Linked DNA regions of Mustela erminea: region 1 is linked to region 2. The links are chromatin contacts, called in public Hi-C maps. All regions are on one chromosome and are shown on one strand. Each heading gives the region's core, a stretch centred on a gene start, on an enhancer-like site or on the middle of the called end of the contact. The rest is flanking DNA. Distances are from core to core; before and after follow the strand shown.

What was found. A called contact is a pair of places that touch in the nucleus more often than the background predicts.
Region 1: a Hi-C map of fibroblasts shows a contact between it and region 2, with 3 times the contacts expected there. The contact joins the enhancer-like site here to the promoter of INSR in region 2. A contact is called at or near these places in 3 of 3 Hi-C or Micro-C datasets (fibroblasts, skeletal muscle and spleen).

What each region holds. Positions count from the first base shown.
Region 1 is chr1:6,101,473-6,106,666 of mMusErm1.Pri, reverse strand. All of the region lies in intron 2 of INSR (insulin receptor), which reads right to left. Among named protein-coding and RNA genes, the nearest start is that of INSR, 70 kb to the right of the region's middle. Within about 2 kb of position 2,491, the one cell type or tissue checked has open chromatin away from gene starts, as enhancers often do. A contact at or near this core is called in fibroblasts, where this site is marked.
Region 2 is chr1:6,032,481-6,037,824 of mMusErm1.Pri, reverse strand. INSR (insulin receptor) reads right to left here and starts at 3,551. Exons shown (of 21, transcript XM_032309620.1): 1 at 2,956-3,551. The coding sequence starts at 3,055.

The DNA.
Region 1 (5,194 bases), core at 1,242-3,741, 70 kb before region 2:
TAACAGCAAAGGACTGGAAACAACCTAGAGGTCCAGGTGAATAAATTACGGGGGATCGAGGCGTGGAATATTCTGCAGCTGCAAAAAAGAATGTAGCTCCATGCACGCTGATGTTGGAATCATTTCCAAGGTAGCAATTAAGTGAAACAAGCAAGAGGCAGGGCAATGTCTACAGAACAGAAGTCCTTTGTAGAGAAAGGAAAGACCCAAACAGCGGGAAAGGCAGAACACGGCAGCTGGTTTAGAAAAGTTTGGTAGTTTCTTATAAAGTTAAACATGCCCTTCTTATCCTTACCACACAGCCTAGGGGTTTACTCAGGTGACATGGAAAACAAATAAGTCACGGGTGTTCATACAAAAACCTGTACTTAAATGTTTATAGTGGCTACATTCATAATCACCCAACACAGGAAACAATCCAATTGTCCGCGGAGTGGAGAATGGATAAACATTATACCTGCACATAAGGAACCCCACTCAGCAGTCACCTAAGTGTTAACAACCACAAAATGTGGATGAATTTCAAACACTTTGTCCTGAGTGCAAGAAGCCAGTCTTACGTGCTTTATGATTCCATTTACATGGTATCTTGGAAAAGCCAAAACTGTCCGGGCAGTGGACACATCACTGGGCTGGAACTGAGGAGGGGCTGGAAAAGGGTCTAAAGGATCTGGGCGGGGGGTGGGGGCAGGGGATGATGGAACCATTCTGTATCTTGACAAAGGTGGTGGTTATGTGAATGTATGTATCAGTCAAAACTCGCAGAACTTTACACAAAAAGAGGGCAGATTCTGCTGTACAGAAATTATTATCTTTAAATGGGAATGATGGGAGGGGAGAGAAAAGGACAAATGAGACATACGTCCCTCTGAAAGGGACACAAGAAATGTGCCCCAAAACTGGGGAAGGGAATGAGCTTGGAGCAGACAGTATGTAGGACACCCTTACATATCAGCAAATTTGGTAGGGTTTTTTTTGGTTTTGTTTTTTGGTTTTTGCTATGTATGTATAATACCCTTTTAAAAACTGACATCTATTTGAAAATATGTATTTTAAAAGCCCCTGGTAGACAATTAAAAAATACTACTGATTAACCATACAATTCTACCCCCAACTACCCCGGTACAACTATGTAAGAGCCGCCTGACATCACTGCGAGCTTATACAATGGTCTCTTCGATCATTTTTGCCTTATTACAAAACCGACAGTCAAAACAACTAAGTAAGAAGTGTGGTCTTAGATCGAAAAGAGGGCCAGGAAAATATAGTACTGATGAGGACAACACTGGCTCCTGGGATAAGACTTATACACAAGCTCGTGGATTAAAATATTGCCTCAGTGTTAACTTCTGATTCTGCTCACTGTACTGCCGCCATGCAAGGTAATTTTCGTCCTTAGAAAGCCACTAAAAAGTTACCAGTTGAGGCCCAGTACGCCTACAACTGACTCTCAAAAGACTCAAGGAAAAAACCAAATATATGTATATAATACGTGTAAATAAATGCTTTAGAAATAAGTCCAGTAAGATGTAAACAATGAATCTGGATACAATTCTTGCAACTCTTCTGTAAACCTGAAAACTACATCAAAACAAAAAGGTGAAAATAAATCCAAAGTAAGGTTTAAAGGTTAGAACAGTGGGAAAGACTAGCACAGGGCTGCACTATAAACGACATGCTTAGAAAAAGACAGCCACCTTTTTTATTCCCCCTTTGCCTTTTTTTAAAGTTGAAATCGGTTTGGTGTTCCTTAATTAAAAAGCTATATGGTAAAAAGCAAAACAAAGTCAAAGGAAAGAAGCCACTATGTTTCCAGAGTACAACATATGTTAATAACATTTTGTTACATTTCTTTCCAAAGCCTGTAGTTGGGGGGGGGACCTCAAGATTTATTATTCCCAAAATTACTGCTTTCCAGAAATTTCCAAACGGAACAGTTGCGTCATGGGCTTGCAGACACATTCCCCACAGGGCCCCGTGGCTCTCCCTGAAAGTGTGAATTTTATAAACTCTGTAGAGTCATTGACTCGGTTTCCATTCACAGACCTTCTCCCCCACGCCCGCCCTGGGCCCCGGGCGGCTGAGGTTCGAGCCCCCAGCACCCCGCCCAGCCCCCGAGCCCCCGAGCTAGGGCAGCACTGACTCGGGGAATTCCTCCCCTCGGTGATTTAATGGTGGGGAGGAGCCGGGGGCAAACTTCTGACGGCTCGGCGGTCAACAGACGCCCTTTCCAGTCGGCGATCCGCGAGAAGCGACAACCGCAAGGACGCGTGTCCTTGAAGCAGGGAAGCTCCCCCCTTCGGTTCCCTGACAATGCCGCCCCCACGCGCGCGAACCGATAGGCTTTCCAGATGCATTTGGAATCTAATTGCGAAGCTCTTAGAAGACATACCGTACGCGCAGGCCAGAAAAGCGGGGAGGGGGGGAAATGGGAGGGGTGCTCCCCGTTAAAGCAGCCTCAGGATTGGTCGGTGACAGGCATCTGCGTGTGTATAGTTCCTAACGGGCGGGCCGAAGGCGGGCGAGGCCCCGCCCCCCTCGAGCCAGCGGCAACCGCGCGCTGCACAAAGCCCGAGGTGCAGTCCGCTCCGTGGAATCTGGGCCAGGTGATGGCGGTGGCCGCAGCGCCGCCCTCGCGCTCAGCCAATACACGGGCGTGTTGCCGGAGCTCTGGCCCCGCCCCCAGGCGCGCGGGGCTCGGTCGGCCCGACTGGTGCTCCAGCCGTGACCGCCGCCAGGCAGTCCGCGCTGGGGGGTGGGGGGCCCTCCCGAGGATGCAGACCCTGCAGGACGGGCCTGCAAAGAATGGAACTTTGGGGAAAGTTCAAGAAAAGACGAAGCCAAGTGTAAGGGCCGCCCCAAGCAGCCGCTGCACCACTTGGGCCGCTCGCGAGCTGGACGTGTGCCCGGGAGGAGATCGGGTCACCGCGTGGCAGGGCCTGGGATGGCCGAGGGGCGCCCTGGCCCCAGGCTTCACTCGCTGGGGGCCCAGAGAGGGGGAGCGGCTCTCCAGGGTCACACAGCAAAATCCCCCAAATTGGAGGCCAGGGGGGAGTGGCACAGCTCTCTCGGACCCTACCCCCAGGACTTGCACCCATCACTCACGCAGAAAACCAAGAACCATACTCATAAATTACACTTTTAAGAAAATCTACAGGCTACTTTTGAGGTGCCCTCCAGCCAGTGTTCCCTGTAGATCTGAAAACCTCAGACCTGTGTGCTCGGCGTGTATTTGCAATTTCCGTAAACTGAGGCAGTGAACAGGCATTATCTCTAACCACCTCCCACCAAGAATACAGTTTAAAAATGTACATTCCTCCTGCAGAATAGGACGGTCAACCCACATCAGTTAGGAAGGTATTAATCCTACTACTCAAAACAATGATCTCCTTCTGAGGCACAGAAAGACAGCTTTGCTGAGGCCAACTCAGCTAGCAAACGGCTCCTCCAAAACTCAAACCCAGGTCTCCCAAGGAGAATGGGGCTGAGTGTGGCATCATGGAGTTCTCTGGGTTTTATTTACCTGCTCCCCACTGTGGCCCACCTGGATCTCGCCCCTTCTTGGCACTGGTACCCAGAAATGAATGGAGACACTGTCTCTCCTCTCCTGATATGCCCTGTGAAAGGAAGGAGGAACTCGCCTGTCTTATGCTGAGCTCTAGAGCCATGCACACAGTAGGTACACAATAAAGCTCATAGGGGGGAAAAAGGTGGGGGATCAGGTGACTGGCTTTACCCCATGGGGGAGGGACAGTGTGTGCAAATGCATGAATCATCGGAAGCTGCCTTTAGGCAACTATAAACAGTTCAGAGTTGATGAAGGGCAGAGTACAGGGGAAGGAGGCAGGGGAGGTCAGGGCAGAGGGGGAAGTTAGGGAGCCTGGGGGCTTGGACTCTGCACCTCAGGAAGAACCAAAGAAGGGCTTCGACTAGAAAAGACACCATCAGACCCATGTCTGGGACAATTTTCTAGCTCTCTGGTGGACGGCTGAGGAAGCCAAGGGCAGAAGGGACAGGAAGGAAGAGGCTGCCTTGGGAAACCACTAGGGAGGTGGAGCCTTTGGGACTTCTCTCCCAGATGGTTCCCCAGTTTCCAACTTGGGCGGCTGCGGACTCTTAAGACAAACGACGGACAAAGAAGCTGGGTGCTCAGACTTCCCTGACCTGGGTTTGACATGTGGAGTCCACAACATCTGCTAAGTCCCTCCTCAGTCCACCCCAGCCTGGTCCTAAAACCCACTCTTGGAAGGTGTAAGGACCCCTGTTTGTCTGTCGTGGATATTTTTCAAGTTTTCTTGATTTGTGTACGTAACACATTCGTGTGTTAGGCAGGGACTCTAAGGGTCACTTTTTAAAAGCTGTTTCCACCTACTCAGATTTTTGGCTTCTTGAGCCAAGGTAAATTTTAAAGGCTATTTGGAAATTCACAGTGGCAATTTATGAGATTCAGGCATAGCTGCTCTTGGGGGCAAAATCACAGCCTTAATTTCTTCCACAAGGTCCTGATCAGTCTAATAAAATAAGTACTTAAAACACTAAGTGAAATTATTTCAGTAAGATTCCCAAAAGTATTACCAGAGCTGTCTATAATTTTTACTGGGTTTTACATTTCTCTTTTCATTCTTAATTCTACAATATCTGTCCTCCCACCCCCTTTTCCCCCCCTTAGTTACATTATTTCAGAAGTCCTTTGGAAAACAGCACTGTCTTATATACTTTCTGCATTGATAGAAAAGTTCTGTATCTGTGCTGTCCAAATTCACTAGCCACTTATAGCTACTGAGCGCTGGAAATCTGGGCAACGTGACTGCAAATCAATTAATTTTCCTGTGGCCAGTGGCTACCTTATTGGGCATTATAGCTCTAAAAGACCCAGCTCTTGAGTTTGTCAGTTCTATTTGTTTTCTAAATCAGTTAGTCCCTGTTAATTCATCATTTCCTTCTTCCTGGAAAGAACTGTTCTATTATTTGTTGTGTCATTTTTGTGATTTCTGTGGGTGATCGCTTATGGCCCTGAATTTGTCTCTGCATCTATTCTACTGCCTTCTGAAGAGTCTGTCCTTACAGTACTGAGCTCTTCCCTAACCAAAGTTAAGAGCTCTGTTTTGTTTTTCCTCATCACATGGTAACAGTTTGTCTCGCATGTCTGTTCAGTTAAGCTTTTAAAAATTAATTTCCACTTAACATTCTGCAG
Region 2 (5,344 bases), core at 2,302-4,801:
GCAGGGCTCCAGGAGAGACACGTGAGGTTAAGAATAACCTCTGGGAGGTTACGGAGCAGGCAGAAGCCCTGCTCCGGGGGCCCCAAGCATGCAAGAGAACCCACTGGAGAAACATCTGGGGCCACTCTTGAGAAATGAGGGACACCTGAGGGACAAGGGGACTCTGCAAGCAAGCCTCTCACGCCCCAATCGGCTGCCTCGCTGGACTCCCCCAAAGCCCTGTGGGTTTTTAGTTTAATTAATCCCACATTGCCTTCATTCTTTAACTTTGCAATGCCCCTCCCCCCCACCCCTCCACTCCCAGTAATCTCAGGCCACAGTCACCCAGACCCAGGAGCAATTGGGGGGGGGGGGGGTCCTGACCAGCTAAGCAGCACAGCAGGGACTCCATGGGACAGTGGCCATCTCCAAGAAAGTCCTTCACTTCTGAAAACAACCACAACACCACCCCCTAACCCCCAGGCCAAAATGCCCTGCCGGTTGACAGGAGAGATTAATGATCTGTAAAGTTTCTCGAAGTTTCCAAACCTCCGAGGGGCATCACATCTCATTGAGTTGATAGGATTTTGTTAACCATTACCACTGGCCAGAGGAAGGGAAGCTTGAGCTCAAAAAGAAACCCATGCTCTAGGGGCGCCTGGGCGGCTCAGTGGGTTAAAGCCTCTGCCTTCAGCTCCGGTCAGGATCCCAGTCCTGGGATCGAGTCCCGCATGCGCTCTCTGCTCAGCGGGGAGCCTGCTTCCTCCTCTCTCTCTCTGCCTGCCTCTCTGCCTACTGGTGATCTCTGTCAAATAAATAAATAAATCTTTAAAAAAAGAAAGAAAGAAAGAAACCCATGCTCTTAAAAAAAAAAAAAAAAGGGAAGGAAGAAACCAAATGGCCTCACCTGTGAAAAGGGAGCATAAATGCTGCTTTATATGCCTTGAGGATTAACTCAGGTTATATTCAAAACATATGGAAGCACACTCGCCACGAGTTTGCCCGTATTCGTATACAGTGGTCGGGAATTATCTAAGAATAGGAGAGCCCTGGCTTGGAGCACTGGTGAGAGCACAAAGAATATGAACCGACTCAAAAACAAATATTTTAACCAAACACCTTCTACATGCCAGGGACTGCTCTAGGCTCCGAAAATGTCGCCATGAATAAAAGCAGCACAAGCCTCTGGGGCCCCTGGGGGAACTGTATACATGTAAAGAAGTGGTCAATTAATTACCAAAGCTACAAGGAACAGAAGAGCAGGGAACCACACACACGCACGCACGCACATACATACACAAAACCTAGAAACGATCTAACCTTTGTCTTGGATTTTCTTTTTTTTTTTTTAGGATTTTATTTATTTATTTGACAGAGAAACAGAGAGAGGGCATGAGAGGGGAGAAGGTGAGAGGGAGAAGTGGACCCCTTGCCGAGAAGGGACCCCAATGCGGGACTTGATCTCGGGACTCCGGGATCATGACCTGAGCCGAGGGCAGCTGCCCAACAAGCTGAGCCACTCAAGCACCCGGTCTTGGATTTTCTTAATGAGAACCCAAGCCAACTGCCACCTTTACTGAGTGCCCACTGTATACCAAGCATTCAGGCCTTGGAACCACTGTGTAACAGAGAGGAGCTCAGCAAACACGGGTTGTCGACTCCAGAGCCCGTGTGTGTGTGCTTCCCCAGGGACCTCATTCGCCGGCCCGGAGCTCAGGAGCTGTGGTTCTTCCCTCCCCAACCCCTTCCTCACCAGGACTGATTTCCTTTTATGGAGAATTCTGAAAAAGTAACCCAACAGATATTTTTAAAGGAGGGCCTCAGACACCAGGAGGAAACTTCAGCCATGTTGTCCTGAAGGGTTCTTCATTTCTTGGCCCGCCCCCAGAACAGACTGCTACCAAGCCCAGGGAGGATGCCGGGGCTGGGGTTTGCCTCCATCCGCTGCCAGCCCAGGGAGGCCCAGGAGGGAAGTCCGTGGGGCTAGGGGCTATGAGAGGCTCAGGTGAGGTTAGAGACCTCCCTGGGTTGACAGGTAAGAGCCCTTCATGAAGTACAGAGCTGGGGGTGGGGAGTTCTGGGGGTTTTGGGGAGACATGGGACATCCAGCAGCAGTCAAGAACCTCACCAGGGCACCATACAGAAAGGTTCCAGTTCTCCCTCTGGCACTGACTTTAGGGCAGGTCGAGCTGTCTCCTACCTGAATCTCAGTTTACTCCTCTATGAAATGGGCAAACAGTATCAACCTCTGCAGGCCACGGTGAAGATGTAGAGAAATAAGCCCATGGCATCTGGTGACACTATAATAATCACAATAAAGACACCCCTACTTCTACTACAACAAACGCCCCGTTGCCAAGGCGCTAGAGTTTGCCTCCGGACATCTGGAAACAGAACCCCAAAGTGTAAACACGGATCTGAAGTCCCCATAGCCCCGGGCCTAGATCCGGAGAGGGGGGTCAGATTCTACAATTCCCCCTGGGGAGCACCTATGAAAAGGGACCCCAAGGGACCCTCAGTCCTGTCACCCTCGACTCTCACTCCAAACCCCGTGTGCCCCTGGCATTTGACTGTCCAAGGCCGCACGGCCCCAGGGACTCCACTTTACATAGGACCCGAAGATGACGCGTGTCCCGTCTCCGGAGCGAGGTGGGCTCGGAGAGGACTAGGCACGGGTCCGAGGCGCGCTTGGGAGAGGCACCCGCGGCGGGGCGGGCACTGGGGCAAGGTTCCTCCGGCCCGGGGCCCGCACACGGGGCGCGGAACCGCGAGCCCAGGCGGGCAAAGGCCAAGGTCAGCGGCTTCCCGCCCCGCGCGGGGCCGAAGCTACGGTCCCGGCCACCCGCACCACCACCACCACCCCCCACCCCCACGCACCGAGGAGGGCTCTGGGTCCACGGCGGTGGGCTCCATTTTGGCAAGGGGTCCCCTCCCCACCGCGTGGCTCCCCGCCCACTCCCGGGCCCCCAGACTCACCCTCTCCGGGGTACAGGTGGCCCGCGGCACCCAGCAGCAGCGCGGCCACCGCCACCAGCAGCGGCGCGGTCGCCGCCCCCCGCCCAGCCCCGGCGCCCATGGCTGCAGGAGCGCGGGGTCCCGGCGGATCAGAGCGCGCGGCGCCGGCCCGCGGGGGTCATGCTCCGAGGCGGCCGCCCGAGCGGCGCTGGGGGACGCGCGTCCTTCTGTTCCACGCCGGCGGCCCACCGGCCGCAGCCCCTCCCGGAAGGGCCCTAGAAACAGCCCCAGCAGGGGCGCGGGGCCTCGGCCTCTACAAATCCGGCGGCGCCGCGGCGGAGGCGGCCCCGACCCAGGACCGCCGCGGCCCGGGCCCCGTCCTGAGATCTCCCGGCCCGGAGCCCCTCGCTGCGCCCCGGCCGCCCGGTTTTCGGCCCGGAGCGCTCTGGGCCACGATCTGCGCGCGCTGAGACAGACGGACGCGCGGACAGACAGACGCGCGGACGGCCGGGCGGGCACCTGGGCAGGCGAGTGGCGGGCGGGCGGGCGGCGGGAGCGAGGGCTGCTCGGCCCGTAAACAACGCGGCCCGTCAGCTGGGCCCCGTGCGGGTCGCGGGAAAAGGCGGCGCGGATCGGGACTGGGAAGGGACTCGGCGCCCGGGAGAGGCCCGGGAGGGGTGGAGGGAGGACCGCGAGAGGGAGGCGCCGCCCCGCCCCGCCCGCCAGCCTCCCCACCCCGGGCCCCAGCGCTCGAGGGCCCCCGGCGCGCCCTGGCCCAGGGGGCGCCCCGACACCCCGCGACTCGAGTCTCAGAGTTTGGGGGCGCCCCAGATGCCCAACCCATCGAGACGGATCCCTTCTTTAACGTTTTTGCTATTTCATTGCCTTGGACTTGGGGAGGTTCATCTTGATTTTTTTAAATATTTCATTAAAATACTGTTTATCTTGGTCACTGGGTTTTTTGGTACTCCCTTAAATATTGCGCTCGCGTCACCCTCGTCCCAGTCCTGCCAGCGCGTCTCGTAGTAGACGCGCGGGCGCCCCCGCCCAGCGCCCGGGCCCTGGGGACAGCCACGTGCACGCGCGCCCAGTGCGCTCAGCGTCTCCGTGGCAGGGCTAAGGGAGGGTGCCTTAAGCGCGGCTTGTGGTTCAAGTTGGAGAAAAGGCACCTGGGAGAAGGTGCAGGATCTCGCGGAAGGGCAAACCAGGCCCCACAGAGCCGGGTAACCGCACAGGTGGACACACCCGCTTTCCAATACACGGACCCAGAGTCCGTGTGTGTCTGAATGTCTAGCAAATGTCATTCACGAATGGGGCATGACAGCGGCCAACCCACCTTGAGGGGCGGGAGGGGAAAGGGAAGGAGCCTTAAGACTAGAAAGCCAGAACCGAGTGGAATCGGGCTCCCTCTCCACTCACTTCCTATGCGGTCTTGGACGTGGGACACTTTCTCTCTCTCTCTCTCTCTCTCTCTCTCTGGGTTAGCCTCCTCTCTGTGATGGTAACCATACCTGCAGGTCAGATCTGACAAGGGACAAGAACAATAAAGCATGAGAAAGCATCCAGCACAATTCTAGGCAGAGGGCGCTCATTCTTCCTCCGATCCATTAAACAAATAGTCGTTTGCCACGAGCTCAGCCCACTGTTCCTCTAACCCACCAGACCTACTCCTGGCCTCTGGCTCTTCCCTCTCCTGTCCCTCTAGCCTTCGGCCCCACCTCTGTGCTCCAACGCGCCTTCCCAGACCACCCTTTGCAAATGCCCCCCCCCCATCCCTTTGTCCCCTTCCCTGTTACTGACCTCACACCAGCACCTCCTGAAATTCTTTGGGGTTTCTGTGTATCTTCTCCCTTCCCCACTAAGCAGAAATTGTGCGGATCGTTTTCACCATGTTACACCGAGTGCCTGACCTAGCTGGTGCTTAATAAATATTTGTTGAATGGAAGAATCAACATACAATAAGTAACGAGGATTTACAATGAGCAAAATAAACACGCTAGGTTCCCTTGTAGACCTCATAGTCTGGGGGGGGGGGCATTAATTAAACAACCCTGGGGGCATAAAGTGGGGTGTGGGTAGGAGGGATAGGGAAGGATCCTCCAAGGAAGTAGTTTGGGCTGGAATCTGAAGGTGAGGAGGAGTCAGCAGAGGAAGGAATGGAAGGGTTCCAGGTGGGGAGACCAGCATATCCAGGCACAAAGAGAGAAGGGATGGTGGACTCAGAGTCAGGGCTAGGAGGGGAAGAGCCTTGAATACACCACGTTAAGTCCCCTTCCAAACCGCCTTTATCCTAAAAGCAATGGGGAGCCGCTAGAGGGTTTACACAAAAGGGCTCACATAATCTGATTTTCTTTCTGAGAATCTTTCATCCTGGGCCATGAGGCAAGCATGGACCCAGGGATAACAAAGA